Regions from separate parts of the Mus musculus genome. Here all the other regions are linked to region 4. The links are chromatin contacts, called in public Hi-C and promoter capture Hi-C maps. All regions are on one chromosome and are shown on one strand. The core of a region is the stretch at or near the end of the contact, and the rest is flanking DNA. Distances in the headings are between cores, read along the strand shown.

Evidence for each region. Promoter capture Hi-C pulls out the DNA fragments that hold promoters and counts their contacts. Hi-C and Micro-C count contacts between places; a contact is called where the count stands out from the background. Capture Hi-C pulls out chosen DNA fragments and counts their contacts.
Region 1: a contact with region 4 is called in a promoter capture Hi-C map of liver, with 2.4 times the contacts expected there. The contact joins the promoter of Cox15 here to the promoter of Twnk in region 4. A contact is called at or near these places in 2 of 39 promoter capture datasets (hippocampal neurons and pre-B cells), 2 of 115 datasets of contacts at active chromatin or transcription factors (embryonic forebrain and pancreatic cancer cells) and 1 of 9 other capture datasets (liver).
Region 2: a promoter capture Hi-C map of pre-B cells shows a contact between it and region 4, with 2.0 times the contacts expected there. The contact joins the promoter of Cnnm2 here to the promoter of Twnk in region 4. A contact is called at or near these places in 1 of 39 promoter capture datasets (pre-B cells) and 1 of 9 other capture datasets (liver).
Region 3: a Hi-C map of B cells shows a contact between it and region 4, with 8 read pairs. The contact joins the promoter of Wbp1l here to the promoter of Twnk in region 4. A contact is called at or near these places in 2 of 39 promoter capture datasets (liver and pre-B cells) and 1 of 484 Hi-C or Micro-C datasets (B cells).

What each region holds. Positions count from the first base shown.
Region 1 is chr19:43,751,464-43,754,371 of GRCm38.p6, forward strand. It overlaps Cox15 (cytochrome c oxidase assembly protein 15), which reads right to left and starts at 1,537. Exons shown (of 9, transcript NM_144874.4): 1 at 1,359-1,537; 2 at 1-71. The coding sequence starts at 1,448. Cutc (cutC copper transporter) reads left to right here and starts at 1,560. Exons shown (of 9, transcript NM_001113562.1): 1 at 1,560-1,757. The coding sequence starts at 1,700.
Region 2 is chr19:46,759,961-46,763,041 of GRCm38.p6, forward strand. Cnnm2 (cyclin M2) reads left to right here and starts at 1,649. Exons shown (of 8, transcript NM_033569.3): 1 at 1,649-3,081. The coding sequence starts at 1,813.
Region 3 is chr19:46,597,721-46,600,806 of GRCm38.p6, forward strand. It overlaps Wbp1l (WW domain binding protein 1 like), which reads left to right and starts at 1,386. Exons shown (of 5, transcript NM_001177812.1): 1 at 1,386-1,573. The coding sequence starts at 1,484.
Region 4 is chr19:45,004,878-45,007,862 of GRCm38.p6, forward strand. Twnk (twinkle mtDNA helicase) reads left to right here and starts at 1,681. Exons shown (of 5, transcript NM_153796.4): 1 at 1,681-2,985. The coding sequence starts at 2,253. It overlaps Mrpl43 (mitochondrial ribosomal protein L43), which reads right to left and starts at 1,565. Exons shown (of 3, transcript NM_053164.3): 1 at 1,387-1,565; 2 at 1,186-1,292; 3 at 137-1,063. The coding sequence starts at 1,517. The coding sequence ends at 822.

The DNA.
Region 1 (2,908 bases), core at 287-2,786, 1.3 Mb before region 4:
AGAGCCACTTCAGTGATGGTGCTGTACTGTCCTGGCCTCAGAGGACGCTGGCTGCCACAGCTGCTGCCACACTAAGGAGCAAGACAGAAAATCGTAACTGAAGAATCTGCTACCAACACTTATCCTCAATTTAACTGGAGTAAAGCCCCTGTAAGGCTGCATTTCACAGCTACCGCTCTGGTTAATCACCGACTCTCATCTGCACTACTGAGCCCTTTCTTACTGGGTTCTCAGTCTCTAAATGTGCTATTCCCTCCCACACACTTCCATTTATACTACCCACTGGAGATCGGGGCTGGCATCGTTATGCCCCAGACTTTCCTGGATCTTACAACAGGTTACTGTCACAGCACAAAGTACCTTCCCTACCACAAGCCTTAACACACAGTCATGTATCAGGTGATCTGTCCCTATGCCCCACTAAGCTGGGAGCTCTTCCTCTTGCTCCCTTTGTAGTACTGGGTCCTTACACAGCAAGACCTAATACATATTTGGTACTCGAACTAACAATTGAATGAACTGACTCCTCAAGGGCAGGCACTATGTGGGCATATTTTTTTTTCCAGGAACATAACAAACTCTAGAATTCTCTGGTTTCTCTTCACACCATAAAGATCTTTCACCTTTTACTACTGATTATCAGAGAAGAGAATACATGTCTTCTTTTGAGTCTAACACTAAGAGCAAAAATATGTTGGCCGGGCGGTAGTAGCGCACACCTTTAGTCCCAGCACTCGGGAGGCAGAGGCAGGTGGATTTCTAAGTTCAAGGCCAGCCTGGTCTACAAAGTGAGTTCCAGGACAGCCAGGGCTACACAGAGAAACCCTGTCTCGAAAAACCAAAAAAAAAAAAAAAAAAAAAAAAGTATGTTCAGTTTCCTACTTCTAAGTAACTGGGTATCTTAGACAAGCAACTTAAAGTAAGTCTCAATTTCCTTCACTGTGGAATGGGGCTACATAGGAGTTCCTGACTGCCTGGTGGCTTTTAGCAAAAACCAAATGTGCAAATAAATGCATAAATAAATAAAATAAAAAGAAAAGAAAAATTACTGAGCCTTTATCACGTGCTAAGGGTTTGATGTATATTTAAAATTTTAATCCTTACAAACACCTTGTGTAACAGGTCGTTCTCCCATTCTACAGAAAAGGAAATTGAAACTTAAAAGCTAAGTAAATTGGTCAGTCATACACAGCAGTGGGTAATATTTCCGGATCCGCATTCAGGGAGGTGTCGGGACACAAGGAAATATGTCCTGAAATGAGAAGGCGAGCCGGACTTGCAGGGCGGTCCGTTTACTTTATCCTGGCCTTTTTTATCCCAGCCCGGCTTCCGTGATCCGAGCCAGCAGGAGTGGGTACCTGTGTTCTGGACGCCACCCTAGGGACCAGGAGCCCGACATTGCGGCTCCCCGTCAAGGCCCTCAGGGACGGAAGGAGCAACCGTTGCATGCTGACAGTACAGCGCCACTGCCGGAGCGCCCCAGCGAGCTGCGGTCCGCTTCTCCGCTCCCGAAAGAACAAGCACTTCCGGGTCAGGCGTCGTGCGCGCCCCCTCGCGCTAGGTTGGCCACTGCGCGTGCACGCACGACTCCCTGGGAGGCTGCCGGGCACGGGCGTCGGGGACGCGCCTCCTCCGTCGCTCGCGCGGCCGCGGGGACTCAGTGGAAACCGAAGGCGAGCGAGGGAGGAACGCGGGAAGCATGAAGAAAGGGGCTTCTTGCGAGCGGAAACAGGCGTGGATATCGTCGGGGAAGGCGGGTGCGGAAGGTGGCGGGGCAGGGGGGCGGTCGGCCGGTGGACCCCGGGGTGGGTCCCGGCTTGCCAGGCTTTCCCGCGGTCGAGTTTCTCAGTGCTCCGGAGTCCCGGGCAGTCACGCAGTCCCTCAGCTGCTCCTGGATCCCCGCCAGTCTCGCAAGTGCCCTCAGCGTCCCGCCGCCCCTAGGGCCACAAGAGGGCACCATACCACCTCCCTGTCTCTGTGGTAGATAATAAAAGTGTGGTGACAGCTCTACAACCTAGAGCTGCCACCGAGGGTGGCGAGTGGGATCCGTTCCCACAGCCATTGCGTAACAGATGACTGGTTGCTTCCTGCGGGAGATATGCCTATTAATATGTCAAGACAAATAACTTTTATGAAGGATAAATATCCCTAAACAAAACAGCAAAAGGGGCAATGCTCTGTATTTTGCAAATCTCTTTTAATATCTCACTTGATGGAAGGTAGTTGGATTCTCATACCTGTCTCAGCGTGTTTAAGTGTTCTAAAGCTGCAGTCCGCTCCCAAGAGGCAAATACAGACACAGACTCCCCAAAGCCATCTGGAGTCTCTAACTTTGAGCACTACTGCTTCAAATGTCTTTTTTGATCCCTACTTTTTGCTTTTTGCTCAGGCTCCTGTTGCAACAGTTTGTAGACATTCCCATACTTTTGTATGGAGCTCCTGATACTCCTTCAGCATCTTCAGCCCCACTGGTGGGGCTGTTACCAGATTTGTGGAGTTACTGTATTGTTGTTTACGACCATTGGTTAATGTTTGAATCCTAATCTATGGGACTGATAGTCTTTTATTAAATCAATGACTATTGCAACTTATTAGGAGGTGACAGATTTTTGTTTGTTTCTCCAAGTAATCTTTCATCATAAAAGCAATATCAGGTAGAAGAAGTCAAGCAATATAGAAAGGTAAAAATAATTCCAAATTCATTGCCCAGGAGTAACCACTATTAGAATGTGGTGACTGTTCTCGCAGAGATCAATACATGAAGCATGAATTAAACACTTTAAAAGTGTGTTGGTAATTATTGTGTGGGGGTGGGTACATGTGCCATAGTAAGTGTGTGGAGGTCTGAGGACAGCTTTGTCGAGTTAATTCTCTCCTTCCAACTTTAAATACATTCAGGGAATGAGCT
Region 2 (3,081 bases), core at 399-2,898, 1.8 Mb after region 4:
GACGCCAGGAAGATCCCCTGGCAGTGACTGAGAAAATGACAGAGCCTGGTTGGGGCAGAGCTTGCAGAACCTTGTAGGCGATGAGAGCACTCTGGCTTTTGTCAGGAGATGAGGAGTTAGGGGAGGGCTCAAATATGGGAGCAATGGGCCCTGGGTTGACAAGTCATTAGTTGGAAGGTCAGGGGAATGGTTGAGGACAAGCATAAAAGAAGACAGAATTGCGGCCGGGCGTGGTGGCGCACGCCTTTAATCCCAGCACTCGGGAGGCAGAGGCAGGCGGATTTCTGAGTTCAAGGTCAGCCTGGTCTACAAAGTGAGCTCCAGGACAGCCAGGGCTATACAGAGAAACCCTGTAAACAACAACAAAACAAAACAAAACAACAAAAAAAAAAAAAAAAAAAAAAGAGAGAATTGCGAGGATACCGCTGAAATGAGCCCAGAAATCACTCGTCCTGGAAATTATAAAAAACACTGTGGGTGTTCACAAAAAAGGAAGAGTATTGTGTTTATGGAATACAAAGTAAGATCAGGAAAAACATTTTAAAACGCGCTTCAGTTGGGAGGCAGAAAGTTCAGTTTGGGAGCTACTGTGCTACCGCATCTAGTCTGATGCAATGGACTTGAGAGTCCTGGTGAGCTGTGCTCCACAATGAATCTTCTCCGGAGCTAACAGCGTTTGACCTGTGCATTTCATAATAAGCTTTCATGGGCCTTCTCAGGTTGCTCTCCCCTTCCTATTTCCCCAAATTGCCTGGGTGCACGTTAAAAAACAAAACAAAACAAAACAAAACAAAACCAAAAATAGGGTCCATCTCATTCTGTGATTATAGCAGGACTACAGGAGAATCCCTGTGATGACAAAGTTTGGGAAGCTGACCACACTTTGAGAGGTTTGTTGAGAGCTAGAAAACAGCAAAGGTCGTCCGTGAGGGCCGGCAGGTGGCGCCACATGATCGTGAGCAGCTGAGGGCTCACAGAGTCACGGAGACCGCAGGTCCTCGGCGTTGCTAGGGCCACCCTGTCACCGCGAATCTCCAGAGGAACCGCATGCAGGGGTAGTGGGCTGGGGGGCTTGACTAGTATCCCGATTTGGTTTTAGGCTATGTGCATCGTAAGCTGTCTCCAGTCCGGCTCTGGTGCTCCCAGGGAAGGAGGGCTCAGCCCATTCTGCGGCGACACGGAGCCCCGTGGAGCCCGCAAGTCCCTGCAGCAAGGACCCGAGGCCTCGCGCCTCAGGGCAGTATTGCAGGGCTGCCAAGCCGCGCGCGAGGATCTACTACAGAGACCCCACAGGGAGCGCCGCACCCGCGGACCGCTCCCTTTCATTGGCCGCCTGGAGGAAGACCACGCCCCCATCCCTACAGCGCTCATCTTTGACTGGCTCTTGCATCCGGGATGGCCACGCCTCCTCCCCGCGCATACACAAGAGTCACGCGCCTTTCAGTTGGAAACTTGGCATGCAGAGGAGGACAGTGGCCCTCATCTCCCCGCCCACCTCCCGTGCCATTGGTGCGGCACGCCGACTGCGACCACGCCCCCATTCCAGCCCCCTGGCTGGGAAGGCGGGCACCCGCTCTTGATTGGCTGGCAGACCTGCCTCTCGCGGGAGAGGCTAGCACGCCCCTCCCTCCGCTCCCTCCTCCCTCGAGCCCGGGGGTTCCTCAGCTGGCTCAGTCCGAATCAGTGTCATTCAGAGAGAAGGACAGCTAAGGGCTGGGCGCGAACGCGCGGTTGCAGTCCTGCTCGGGCGCCGGTGCCTGCGCTCGCGCCGCCGGGTGGGAAGGATGAAGCCTCAGCTGGAGCAGCCACCCTATGATTGGCTGTGGCGCTTGTGAACCCGAAGTAAAGATGGCGGGCGGGCAGGCAGCCGCCGCACTGCCCACTTGGAAGATGGCGGCGCGCCGCAGCCTCAGTGCCCGCGGCCGGGGGGTCCTGCAAGCAGCTGCGGGCCGGCTGCTGCCGCTGCTACTGCTGAGCTGCTGCTGGGGAGCGGGCGGCTGCACAGCGGCCGGCGAGAACGAGGAGACCGTGATCATCGGGCTGCGGCTGGAGGATACGAACGACGTGTCGTTCATGGAAGGGGGTGCTCTGCGGGTGAGCGAGCGGACCCGGGTCAAGCTGCGGGTGTACGGGCAGAACATCAACAACGAGACGTGGTCCCGCATCGCCTTCACTGAGCACGAGCGGCGCCGGCACACACCCAGCGAGCGTGGGCTGGGGGGCCCCGCGCCTCCGGAGCCGGACAGCGGCCCCCAGCGCTGCGGCATCCGCACCTCAGACATCATCATCTTGCCCCACATCATTCTCAATCGCCGCACATCGGGCATCATCGAGATCGAGATTAAACCGCTGCGCAAGATGGAGAAGAGCAAGTCTTATTACCTGTGCACGTCTCTCTCCACGCCCGCACTAGGCGCCGGCGGCTCCGGGTCTGCGAGTGGCACCGTCGGGGGCAAGGGTGGCGCGGGGGTGGCCGGACTCCCGCCTCCTCCGTGGGCCGAGACCACCTGGATTTACCACGACGGTGAGGACACCAAGATGATAGTGGGCGAGGAGAAGAAGTTCTTGCTGCCCTTCTGGCTGCAAGTGATCTTCATCTCGCTGCTGCTGTGCCTGTCGGGCATGTTCAGCGGCCTCAACCTGGGGCTCATGGCTCTGGACCCGATGGAGCTGCGCATCGTGCAAAACTGCGGCACGGAGAAAGAGAAGAATTATGCCAAGCGCATCGAGCCGGTGCGCAGGCAGGGCAACTACCTGCTGTGCTCGCTGCTGCTGGGCAACGTACTGGTCAACACCACGCTCACCATCCTGCTGGACGACATTGCGGGCTCAGGCCTTGTGGCGGTGGTGGTCTCCACCATTGGCATCGTCATCTTCGGAGAAATCGTGCCCCAAGCCATCTGCTCCCGACACGGCCTGGCGGTAGGGGCCAACACCATCTTCCTCACCAAGTTTTTCATGATGATGACATTCCCCGCTTCTTATCCGGTTAGCAAACTGCTGGACTGCGTCCTGGGCCAGGAGATAGGCACGGTCTATAACCGGGAAAAACTGCTGGAGATGCTCCGGGTTACTGACCCC
Region 3 (3,086 bases), core at 136-2,635, 1.6 Mb after region 4:
CCACACCTAGCCAAATCCAGCCCTTTAAATTGTATGGTTTAGTAACGTTCAGTCCAGTCACAAAGTGCTACAGTTGTCACTACTGTAATCCAGAACACTTTCACTGTCCCTCCTAGAAAGCCAAGGTCGGTTCGGCAGCAGCCACACCCCCACCCGCTGCCAAACCCTTATCCATTTAGTTGAGTTGGCCTGTAAGGTGTTGAACAGCAGTTATAATGAGCAGGAGGGCTTTGCATGGGAACTACTAACACAACTTTGAGGACAGCCTGAGTTACCTAGTTTCTGGCTTGTATGGACAACAGGAAGAGACCCTACATCAAAAACTAGCCAAGTACATCCTGTAACTAATTGAAGTGTAATTTTTTCTTTCTTTTTCCCTCTCTTCCTCCCTCTATCTCTTCCCTTTCTCTGTTCCTTATGGCCCATACCAGGGTCTGAACTCAGGGCCTTGCCCATGCAAGCCATTTACCACAGAGTGATACATCCTCCTGCCCTGTTGGACAAGAATTCTCAAATTGAAGCAGCTACATGGTGATGTGTGGGTTTGTGTGGACTAGTATTGTCCTTGCGGTGTGTGGAGGGGCAAAGGGAAGCCATTTTCATTTAGCCGGAAGATAACATGGATGAAGCAATGATTGGTGGGTCTCAGAGCTATTTCTGAGTAGGGTCTGAAGAGTTTTGTCCTTGAAACTTGGGGGTAGCAGAGCACTATCGCTAAGAGAGGTGCTATTTAATAGGGGACTCAAATGACTCAAAGCTGCTGCTTGGGTAGTGAGCTTGGAAAAAGGATCCTGATAATAGGGCTTCCTGTAATTTAATACAAAAAGCACCAAAGGCTTATAGACTGCAGTTGGAAGCACGCTTTAGAATCATTATATCTCACTACTTTTTTTTCTTTCTTTCTTTTACCTCTACTTATTTTAATACAAAAAGCACCAAAGGCTTATAGACTGCAGTTGGAAGCACGCTTTAGAATCATTATACCTCACCACTTTTTTTTTTCTTTCTTTCTTTTACCTCCACTTAACTGTGGGAACATAACATTTCCGCCACACTCAAAATGACTGAAATACTGTAAACCTTTTCAATGCATCCGGGTGGTCGTGTCCCTAGCTCCTGTTACTTCCGCCACTCTCTGCGGGGCGGGGCGCTCTGCACTTTTCTGCACCTCGCAGCATTCAAGATGGCCCAGCTTCCTCCCACTTTTCATTGGCCAAATCACCTAGCACGAGGGTGGCTGGGACTGGTATTTGACTCACAGTTCTTTTGACCAATGGACAGAAAGTAGGAGCCAATGAGGCGCGGGAGCTGGAGACCCTCCCCTGCATCTGGGCGGGCCCTTTGCCTGGGGCGGGGTGGAGCCGAGCCGGAAGCGGGAGGGCAGAGCGAAACAGGAAAAGAAGGGAAGGAGGAAGCAGAGGGAAGAAGAGAGGGAGGAGGAGGGGTGGCGGCGCCGTGGCGGAGGAGCAGGAGCAGGAGGGGGATGGAGAGGAGAAGGCTCCTGGGTGGCATGGCGCTCCTGCTCCTCCAGGCGCTGCCCAGCCCCCTGTCAGTGAGGGCTGAGCCCCCGCAGGTAAGGGGAGGGCTTCTGGGCTAGCTTGGGGGTCTGGGGCGGTCGAGGCCTGGTTGGAGGGGGGTCTCAAAGAGGTTTGTTTGCAAGGAGTTGAGTGTTTTCGGGAGGGAAGCCCATGGCTAAGGTGGACCAGGTGAAGGGTGGGGGTGTTGATGTTTAGCTGAGGGACACCTGTGACGAGTTGGATGTCAAGAAGGTGGCAGAGGCAATGGTGCCAGGCGACTTGAGGGTCCTTTGAGAGGGTAGTTATGGTAGGTGCTCTGGAGGACTCTTCGCGGAGATCGCCGCACACTGGCGCCCGTGGGCCCTATTTCTGCTCCGCAGTAGAGTCCGGAGCCAGAGACTGTGTGCACACCAGTGTGTGCTGGGATCCCAGGTTACTGCACTGGCCCCAGAGGGAGGAGGGCTCAGCATGGTATTTATTTCAGGCTGGACAAAGGAAAAGTTCTGAGGGCATCCTGACTCTTATTTTTAATGCTGTAAGGCATAGTACGTTGGTGGGCTGTTGCTGGAGGTAAGGTTCTTGGGAGATAGTAGGGATGAAGTAGTAACCCCTCAGGAGGAGGGGCACATTTGAGTGTGAGAAAACCGTGCTGTTAGGCTAGCTGTCCTGGGAAGAAGTCACTAGTGCTGATCCGAGCGAGCCAGCTCAGGGCTTTTGAGCAGAGGGTGGTTCCGATGCCAATATCGGCAGCAAGTGGAGCACCCTAGCTTTTCTTGCTGGGTGGCTTGCTCTTCCTGAGTCCAGGGCCGAGATGCCTGCTTATGCTGATTCTAGCTTGGGCTGGCGTTTCGAAACCCTAATTGAAGCGTTACTCTTGGTGCCAGATTGGGTGGGGTGCTGTAGGGGGAATCACCCCTCCCCTGTTAAATCTGGCAAAGCTTCTATCGTTTCCTTTGGTTTCTCCCCTTTCTTCCCATCATTGTCTGTTTTCCACAGGCACAGGGACAGCCTGTGCAGCTTAGCACGTCACATCACGCTGAAGAGCAGAAATTGTTAGCAGAATTCTTACCTTTCCCCTTAGAGCTCAAGGGCAGCCCTTTCACATACGTATCTTATTTTTCTCCCGAATATCCTCTTCAAGAAACAAAACAAGAAAAACACCCAAAACCCCAAAATAATTGAGTTTTGTTTTGTTTGAGACAGGATCTTGCAATGTAGGTCAGGCAGGGCTTGAACTCTTGATCCTCTGCCGAGCTCTGTGATTTGATAAGATTTTTTTTTTTTCAAGTGAGCTGAAAGTCACAGAACAAAACCAACAGTTCTAAAGTGAATCACTGTGGCGCTCCATGGTTGTGCAACCACCACGGCTATCTACTTCCAAAACAGTTGAATCATCCCCAAGAATGATCCATATTAACCAGTTACTGCCTGTTTCCACCCCTCCCCCACCCCCAGCCCTGGCCCTTGGCGACACCCACTAGCCTGCATTGTGTCTCTGTGGGTTTACCTGTTCTGCACATCCCTGTGTAATGGAATGCTGTAGTATGTGGGGCGTCTTTCACGTTCCGT
Region 4 (2,985 bases), core at 431-2,930:
GTATTTATACACATGATAGATAATCAATCTTCAAATATAGTCTTTTTTTTTTAAACACTGCTTTTTTTTTTAAAGATTTATTTATTATATGTAAGTACACTGCAGCTGTCTTCAGACACACCAGAAGAGGGAATCAGATCTTCTTACAGATGGTTGTGAGCCACCATGTGGTTGCCGGGACTTGAACTAAGGACCTTTGGAAGAGCAGTCGGGTGCTCTTACCTGCTGAGCCATCTCACCAGCCCCTTCAAATATAGTCTTAATGACTTCAGTTTTCTTTTTCTTTTTTATTTCATTTTTAGTTTTTGAGACTGGGTTGTCCTGGAACTCACTCTGTAGACCAAGCTGGCCTTAAACGCAGAGATTCATCTGCCTCTGCCAACCAAATGCTGGGATTAAAGGTTATGCACTACCAACGCCAGGCTCATCTTCAACTTCCTAAACTGCACACAAACACGGATATAAGGTGCCTTGCCCAATGCCATACCAGCAAGAGCAACAGGGCATCCCGTGTCCTTCAGAAGACAGCCTCCAGACTCTTTCATGTGTTTTGAAGTCATTATTATTCGTATTTCAGAAAACACGGTCCTTGTACAAGTGTTGTACACTTCTCACATCTCAGCTTGCAAGGAGGCCAATTGAATCAGAATTAGGGTATTCACAAGGTCACTGCACCTAGCTACAAGTGGGCAAAGGAAAAGGTTCTTCTTTATCTCAGGCCACGCCCCGGCTGGTAGGCTCCACCCACCTACTCGGCCTGAGCTTGAAATCCAAAAGAGGAACCAATCCTATCCCTCTCACGGTCCAAAGCGCCTGGTTCTTTACTGTGCTTGCATCGAAGCTGGAGCAGAATCCCGGAGTTCTCTGGGCCGCAGCCCGTGGAGGGCAGTCCGTTTGTTGGTGAAGGGGTGCCACTGGCCCTGGATGCTCGGGTTGTCCGTGTGGAAGGGCTTGCGGATGCGGATCACATCCAAGCCGGACTGGTCTGCCAGCTTCTGCACCAACGACTTGATCTCCTCCACCGACTTGCTGTTGACGTTTTCCTCGCGCACAGCCCCATTAACTGGGAGAGGGACGTGGAGGGGATGAGTGGAAGGCGCCAGGTCGGAAATCAGACAAACAGAACGCAGCGGGCAAGCCGGGATCCCGCGCCGCCCACCCCCGCCCTAGCTCGGCCCCACTCACGGTATTCGGCCACTATTCGTGGCATGGCGCACGGGCGCGGGTTCACGTATACTACGACTCCTGGGTTCCGTCGGGCGAAGTCGGTCACCTCGCGTTCCACGAACTCCCTGCGAGACCCGGCGAAGGTGAGTACGGTGGCCCGAACCCAGCCCCATAGCTCCCCGCCTCCCTTTCCGGCGCTCCCGCTTCCGCGTGCCTCACCTGGCGCCGCGGGACGAGGGCGCATCCCGGCTGAGGCTGAGGCTGAGGCGCTGCAGCTGCTGCACGTAACGCCCTAGCCCATTATGGAGGACGCTGGTCAGAAAGCGGCTCGAAGTCCCGCGACCGGTCATGGCTACGGTTAGAGAGCCAGGACGCGGAGCCGGGGGGCGGGACTAACCGGTGACTTCCGGTTCCGGGGTTGTGGCATGGGCGCCCTGGAGAGTTTTGCTTCCGGAGTCACCGCGAGTAGCGCGTGCGAGCGGGCGACCCACGTTGCGGACAGAACACTAGAAAGGAGAGTGGTGACGCGAAGCTGGGGGCGGGAGCGTGGAGCTTTGAAGTGGAGGGCAGAGCAAGGGAGCCAGTGAGGAAGCCGGGCCGGAGCGCGTGACCTCCAGCAGTGTGGAGAGTGCCTGTGAGCGCTGGGGGCTCGGAGCGCCTGGAGTTGGGGTTCAGACGGGATGCAGAAAGCGGTAGAGATGAGGTTAGCCAGGAGAGTCCGTAGAGGGGTAGTAGACGTGAAGAGATGATACAGAGAAGCCGTTTAGATCGAGGGACCGTAGAAGGATCTAGAAGTGAGCTGGTGGAGAGAAATCCGTAAAGGACCTAGAGATAGGAGAATCCTCAGAGAGAGGCGTAGACGCGAAAGGGCAGTGTAGGTGTGTAGGGATGAAGTAGCAATACACAGGCAACCGAGGGGAGTAAGAACTGTGTTCGTGAAGAAGTTTGAGGAGGGATAAAGAGAAAAGCCAGTAGGAGTGATTTCTGCGAGTGCCTTGTAGAAGGTTTCCTAGGGTCTGGTTTAGTGAAGGCACTGAACCAGACAACAAAAGCTTTTGCAGTAGTGGCGTCCCACTCCATTAGGAATGTGGCTTCTTCTCCGACGTGCATATCCCCTCCGGATCTTGCTGCCACTGCGTGGCGAGTGGGTGGGTAGGAGGGGCCTGCCCAGAAGCTTGGCGCCAGGCCCTCCCCGCAGAAGGTACAGAAAAGAAGCGCTCCCAGCCTTAGAGATGCCAGTGTCGCCGGTGACTACGACTGAAATCCGCCAGTATTTACGTGCACATGGGATCCCCTTCCAGGATGGCCACAGCTGCCTTCGAGCACCAAGTCCCTTTGTGGTGTCCTCAGACATCAAAAATGAGAAAAAGGACGCTCCCACTTCCTTCTGCCTCTTCATTGACAAGACCACAGGACACTTTCTTTGCATGACCAGCCTAGCAGAAGGGAGCTGGGAAGACTTGCAGGCCAGTGTGGAGGGACGAGGGGATGGGGCCAAAGAGGGTGTCCTACTTAGGGAAGGCCCAGAAGCTGAGGTTAGGGAGGAGGTCTTGAGGATCTGGAACCGAGCCATACCTCTTTGGGAGCTTCCAGACCCTGAGGAAGCCCAGCTAGCTCGTGTGATGTTTGGCCTTACCAAGGTGACAGATGACACACTCAGGCGATTCAGTGTCCGCTATCTTCGATCTGCTCGAAGTCTGGTCTTCCCTTGGTTCACCCCTGGGAGCTCAGGATTACGTGGCCTGAAGCTACTAGGGGCTGAGGGTCAGGAAAATGGAGTACAGTATGTAGAGACCACCATCCCCCGGCCTGGTGTCT